Regions from separate parts of the Sus scrofa genome. Here region 1 is linked to region 2. A link is a contact called in public Hi-C data. All regions are on one chromosome and are shown on one strand. Each heading gives the region's core, a stretch centred on a gene start, on an enhancer-like site or on the middle of the called end of the contact. The rest is flanking DNA. Distances are from core to core; before and after follow the strand shown. Region 1 holds the start of CHIC2 (cysteine-rich hydrophobic domain-containing protein 2). Region 2 holds the start of SCFD2 (sec1 family domain-containing protein 2).

Region 1 (2,700 bases), core at 108-2,607, 700 kb after region 2:
CCTTTCAGAAAGCTCTCCTTCCTTATTGTTTGAACAATATCAGCCTTTTATAGGTTGCCAATGGGACTTTACGGGAACCCTTATCAAAAGAAGAAGCCACCCAGGAGCTCTTGCCCAAAAGAAGGACTTAGATAACAGAAACCCTCACTGGGCATTGTGTGCCCATCACGTAGTTTTTTAAAAAATTATCTGTAAACCTAATCATTCTGCATCTTAAAAATATATGCTCATCTATACATTTTTTTATCATATACAATTACAGGAACTTGCATTCGATCCGCAGAAACTGACTCTGCAAGAGACTGGGAAGACCTGTGGGTGTGTGTGAAATACAAACATAGGGACAACGAACTACTCATGACCCACACTGTCACTCGGGTCTCACCTGGCCCAGATCCGGCCTCTGAGCCATATGTCACTATGCTCAACCGCACAGACGAGGAGACAGAGAGCCACAGGGTAACAGGATGAGAAAACAAGGGGGAGGCGCCTCAGAAATACGTGGATTTCCACCCCGAGGCCGAAAGGGTGGCCGGAAGGGCAGACCCTAAGGAATAACCTTCCCTCCTGGGATCCGACACAGCGCCCAGGCCCGTAGGGCCTGCTAAGAAGGCAGCGGGGGGAGGCAGGGCAGTGTCTGGCTCCACTCTGGAGACCGCAACAAATGAAAATAAAGCAAGTTCTCACTTCCTGCTCGCCTACTCCTCCCGCAGGCCTCCGACACCAGACAGACCCCAGGGAGAAAGAGCCCCCACGGAGCACGGGGGCCGCCCCAGCCCTGCACCTCCCGCCCTCGCCCTCGCCCTCCTCCGGGCCTTACACGGTGACGTGACCGGAGCCGCGGACCACCACCGGGTCCGGCGAGTACTTGAGCAGCTGCTCCTCCAGGGCCCGCTCCTCGTCTTCTTCCTCCTCGTAGATCTCGTCGAAATCCGCCATCCTGAGCCTCCGCGGCCCCCCGCCCGAAGGGGCCTGACTCCAGGGGCTGCGGCCGGGATACGGGCTGGCGAGGCAGCCGAGGCTGAGCGGAGTCGCTGCCGCGGGCTCCGAGGCCGCGGAGTTCGCTCTGGATTGTCTTGGCTTCGGCTACAGAGGAGATGGGGTCCCGGCCGTCGCCGCCGCCGCCGCCATTACCGTCAGCAACAACAACAACACAATGTCAACATCCGCCCAAGGGCCGACACCTCCACCAGTACCGCCGCCGCCGCCGCCGCCGCCGCCGCCGCCGCCGCAGCAGCAACTCAGGCAACCACAGCAACAGCCAGAGCCACCCGCAGCGGGAGCACCCGGCTACGACATCGCGAGACTTCCCGGGAGTGCGGGCGGGCGGGCGGACGCGTGGGCGCGCGAGCGCGCAGGCAGGCGGCGCGGGAGCGCGCACGTGAGGCCTCGCGCGCTCCCAAAGGTCGCCTTCCCCCACTTCCACCCAACGAGGGTGTCTTGGGCTCGCGCTCCCCCCGCCCCCCGACGCGGCCCCGCCCTCCAGAAGAGGGGTCGCCGACCGGCTAGAGGACTGTGCCTAAGGGCTGGTGCCATTGACCGTGACTCAGAAAGAGAGCTGAGTGTCCAGAGGGGCCCTTAGTTCCCTAAAGTACTCTCTAACCAGAACAACTAAGAATAAAAACCCTGGCCGGAATAGAGAATTTATTGTGCATGCGGTTGCCAGTTTATCTAAAAATCAAATCTCACTTTTCGTCAGTATTTTTTAGTCTGTGATGAGTACCAGAGTCTTTACTTTTCCAATTTGAGGAACCCAACACACAGACTGCAAATATTTTTGTCCACTATAATACAAGATTTTTCAAAACTGTCCAAATTCAAACACCTTGTCCCATCACCACCTTAAAAATTGTCCAATATGTGATGCCAGTGATGCTAATGTTTTGTTTTGTTTTTCCTTACAAGAAAGCTCATCGAAGTCATGCCATGAAACAAAATTGATAATGTCTCTGGATTCTGGATTAGAAGATGCATTTTCCTGCCCAAGCTTCTTCATCAACCATAACCTCTTATCCCCTAAGACCTTAGGGCCTACCTTTCCCTTCCTTAAGCTCCTCCCAGGAAACGAAAGGAAAAAGGGAAGCAGAGGAAGAGTTTAATGGATTCTGCTTATTGGTCTAGGCCACCAACAAAGGCCTAAGTAAGGGTCACGCTGGGTACTTGGCTTCATAATCAATAAGCCGCCCAGGCATACAAATAGATCAGGGGCAGGAGTGGCTCCTGAGAGCGTTCAGGATAAGGAGCATACACTGTGAGAGCTAGTAAGGGTGGTCATACCTGACTCAGTGCTGGCCATAATGTTCACCAAATGTAGTGTTCACTTCCCACCAGTTTAGATGGGTCATTGCAGATTGCAGTAGCTGAGAAAGTACAAAGTGGGGCAATTAGGACAGGGGGAAACAACAAAAACCTCCTACTGGTAATGGTTCAAGAAAATGAGCACAGTTAGTCAAGAAAAGAGGAAGGAGGAGTTCCCATCCTAGCTCAGTGGTTGAACAAACCTGACTATTATCCATGAGGACACGGGTTCAATCCCTGGCCTGGCTCAGCGGGTTGAGGATCTGGCATTGCCTTAAGCTGTCGTGTAGTTTGCAGATGCATCTGGGATCCCCCCTTGCTGTGGCTGTGGTATAGACTGGCAGCTGGAGTTCTGATTCGACCCCTAGCCTGGGAACCTCCATATGCCATGGGTGTGGCCCT
Region 2 (2,700 bases), core at 126-2,625:
TGTGAAGCATTCACAGCAATGACAGATTGTTGTGAATACTGCTATCTGCACATTTCTAAAAGGTCCCAGGTGGGTCAGTTCTCCTCCATGTTACCATAAGTCTACTCTTCCAACCTCTCCACTAGATACAATTCAGTCAGTGCACGTTAAGGATGTATTTGCCAATGACAGCATTAAGCAAACTGATTTTAATTTCTAATTTGCTTGTTTGTATCCCCCTCTAGAAAATAGACTGTGACATCAGGGACTAAGTCCGTCTAGTGCTTCTTTGTCTTCTCAACGGACACATAGTAGAAGGTCATATATAAAACATATGCTGAATCAATGAAAGTCCCAGCACTTTGGAAAGTGGTTAGGAAGCCCTCCACTGCAATGCCACTCACCTGTGAGATCCAGAGTTCTGTCCACAAAGACCACTGATGCCCTGCCTGTGGCAGTCTTCCTCCTGTTCTTGGCGGGAGCAAAATTGGCCAGATCTGCAGCGATAATTCGACTGAGGGAACCTACAGCAAAACACTCCTCCCGTACCCCTAAATGCTCACACAGGGAACTGAGGCCTGACACTAGGCACCTGATCTGCAGCAGCAGCTCAGGGGTGAGGGCAGTGGCATCCACCTCACTCAGGCTTCCTAGTCTCCTCTTATCCGGTCGGGCACCGTTGAGGATATGCACATCTTGGGGTAATAGTGGGAAAAGGGAAGCAAAAGCTGGAGTCAAGGCAAGGTGGGGAGCAACAGGAGCGAGTAACAACGGGATGTGCAGCACTTCAGCGGTGTAGTTCATGTTGCCCATCCACTCGCACAGCTTCTCCTCCAGTTGCTCGAACACCGGCTGCTGCCCTTCCAGCTCTGCCGCTGCGGCCGCCGGCACGTGATTAGCTGTGAGGTGGACTGCATGGTTCACAGCCGTGACCACCACACAATACTGGAAGTGACTGCGACAGATGATATCCCGTAGGGTCTCCACGGTCCGGCCTTTCAGCAGGCAGCTCAGTACAAACACCGCCTTGGGCTGATCGGCTCCGCCACCAACTGCAGCGGGCTCGAACTCCCTGAGGTAACACGCAGGGCTCCCCACCGCCTCCAACAGTCGCGAGGACCCGCAGCCCCAGTGCAGGCTTTCCGCGCTGGCGGCGTCCAGGTAGACTACGGCCCGTTTCACTTTGGCCAGCACCTGCTCCCAGGCTTGCTGGGTAAAGGACAGCACTCCGGGGATGCTCATGGTTGGGAATTCGCAGAATCGGGGCACCAAGTGCGGGAACTTCTCTTAGAACTCACAGCTTCCGGGAATTGGAGTCCCGGAGACATTGACAGTCAACACAGTACACGTGTGGATGCTTCTGACTCGTCCAGTGTCGGCGCAGAGTAATGACGTCACGGACCATGATTGGCTAGTGAAAAACCCGTCGCGGAAGAATGGGGAGTGCTGGGAGAAATAGGCGGGGCTCCGGGGTGCCTCTAGAGTTCCCTGTTTGTGAAGGAGTTTTCTGTGAAATAGCTGTGGGGTTTTCCTTTCGTCTTCCTCTCTGCTCAGACGGCCTTTCCCTGCCCCTTGAGAAATTTCAAGAATGATAGAACCTAGTTCAAAATTTGATATTTTCCTTGGATCTGAACACATCTCTTTAAAAGGACAGCCACTTTGGAAGTTCTCTTGTGGCTCAACAGGTTAAGGATTTTTCGTTGCTGAAGTGCGGCGCCAATTTCGGCGCCAGGTTGATCCCTGGCCCCCAGGGAACTTTCTTATGCTGCGGGTGCAGCCAAAATAAAATTTAAGAAATGTTTAACCTCTTCGCCCAACTAAATTGAGAGCAGCCAGAAAAAAAATGAAAGCAACCAACTGCTGCGGGATGTTTTATAGTTTATAGATTACTACCACACCCATTATTGAACACAACTTCTAACGTATCAGTTTCGCTTTCACTTTCTCCATCTTCCTTCCCTCTATCTCATTGGCACTAAATCTTGATAGACTTAAAAAATCTAGACTCCATCCCTCCTTAGTCATCCTTGCTGTCACTGCCTTAATTCACTAACATTTCTCGGCTGTACAACAGAAATGCTCTCCCCAACATTTCCCAGTTTTCCGTCTCTTCTCCCTCCAACTCAGTTTTTTCCCTAATAAACTAAACTGGCCCAACAGTTTTTCTGCTTAAAAGCCTCTCCTGACCCTGTTGCCTAGAGGATACCTCCAGGCAGTCACTTTTTTTTTTTTTTCTTTTCAGTTATTTCATAATAGCACCAAAAATCTTCATGATTTCTCAATTACTCTCCAGGTAGTCCCAGTTTAGAACATTAACTGCACAATGAAGTCAACATGAACCAGAATATTTCATATGTTCAGTTCACTCAACCACTGTTTACAAAGCACATACTAAGTGTAATCACTGAGCTAAGCTCCAAAATACAGTGGGTAATAAAATATAGTACCTGATCCATGAAAAGTTACACCTCTGCTAAGTACTTGCCATATAAGTGTGTAAGTATTCACATATCCAGTTCTCTGAATATACCTTTTCTACCAGGTGGTGCACTAGAAGCTTGGTAATCCCAACACTAGAAAATAACAGGCATTCAATATATATTTGTTGAAGAAATGTTCAAATCGTATCAATATAATAAATACATTCAGCCAAGTTTTAATGGACATGTACAATATTCCAGACACTCTGTTGGCACTGAGGGTATAGACAGAAGTAAGCCA

Evidence for each region. Hi-C and Micro-C count contacts between places; a contact is called where the count stands out from the background.
Region 1: a Hi-C map of liver shows a contact between it and region 2, with 17 times the contacts expected there. The contact joins the promoter of CHIC2 here to the promoter of SCFD2 in region 2. A contact is called at or near these places in 1 of 47 Hi-C or Micro-C datasets (liver) and 1 of 2 datasets of contacts at active chromatin or transcription factors (alveolar macrophages).

Annotation. Positions count from the first base shown.
Region 1 is chr8:40,845,358-40,848,057 of Sscrofa11.1, forward strand. CHIC2 (cysteine-rich hydrophobic domain-containing protein 2) reads right to left here and starts at 1,358. Exons shown (of 6, transcript XM_003128983.4): 1 at 821-1,358. The coding sequence starts at 939.
Region 2 is chr8:40,144,528-40,147,227 of Sscrofa11.1, forward strand. SCFD2 (sec1 family domain-containing protein 2) reads right to left here and starts at 1,376. Exons shown (of 9, transcript XM_003482381.4): 1 at 384-1,376. The coding sequence starts at 1,221.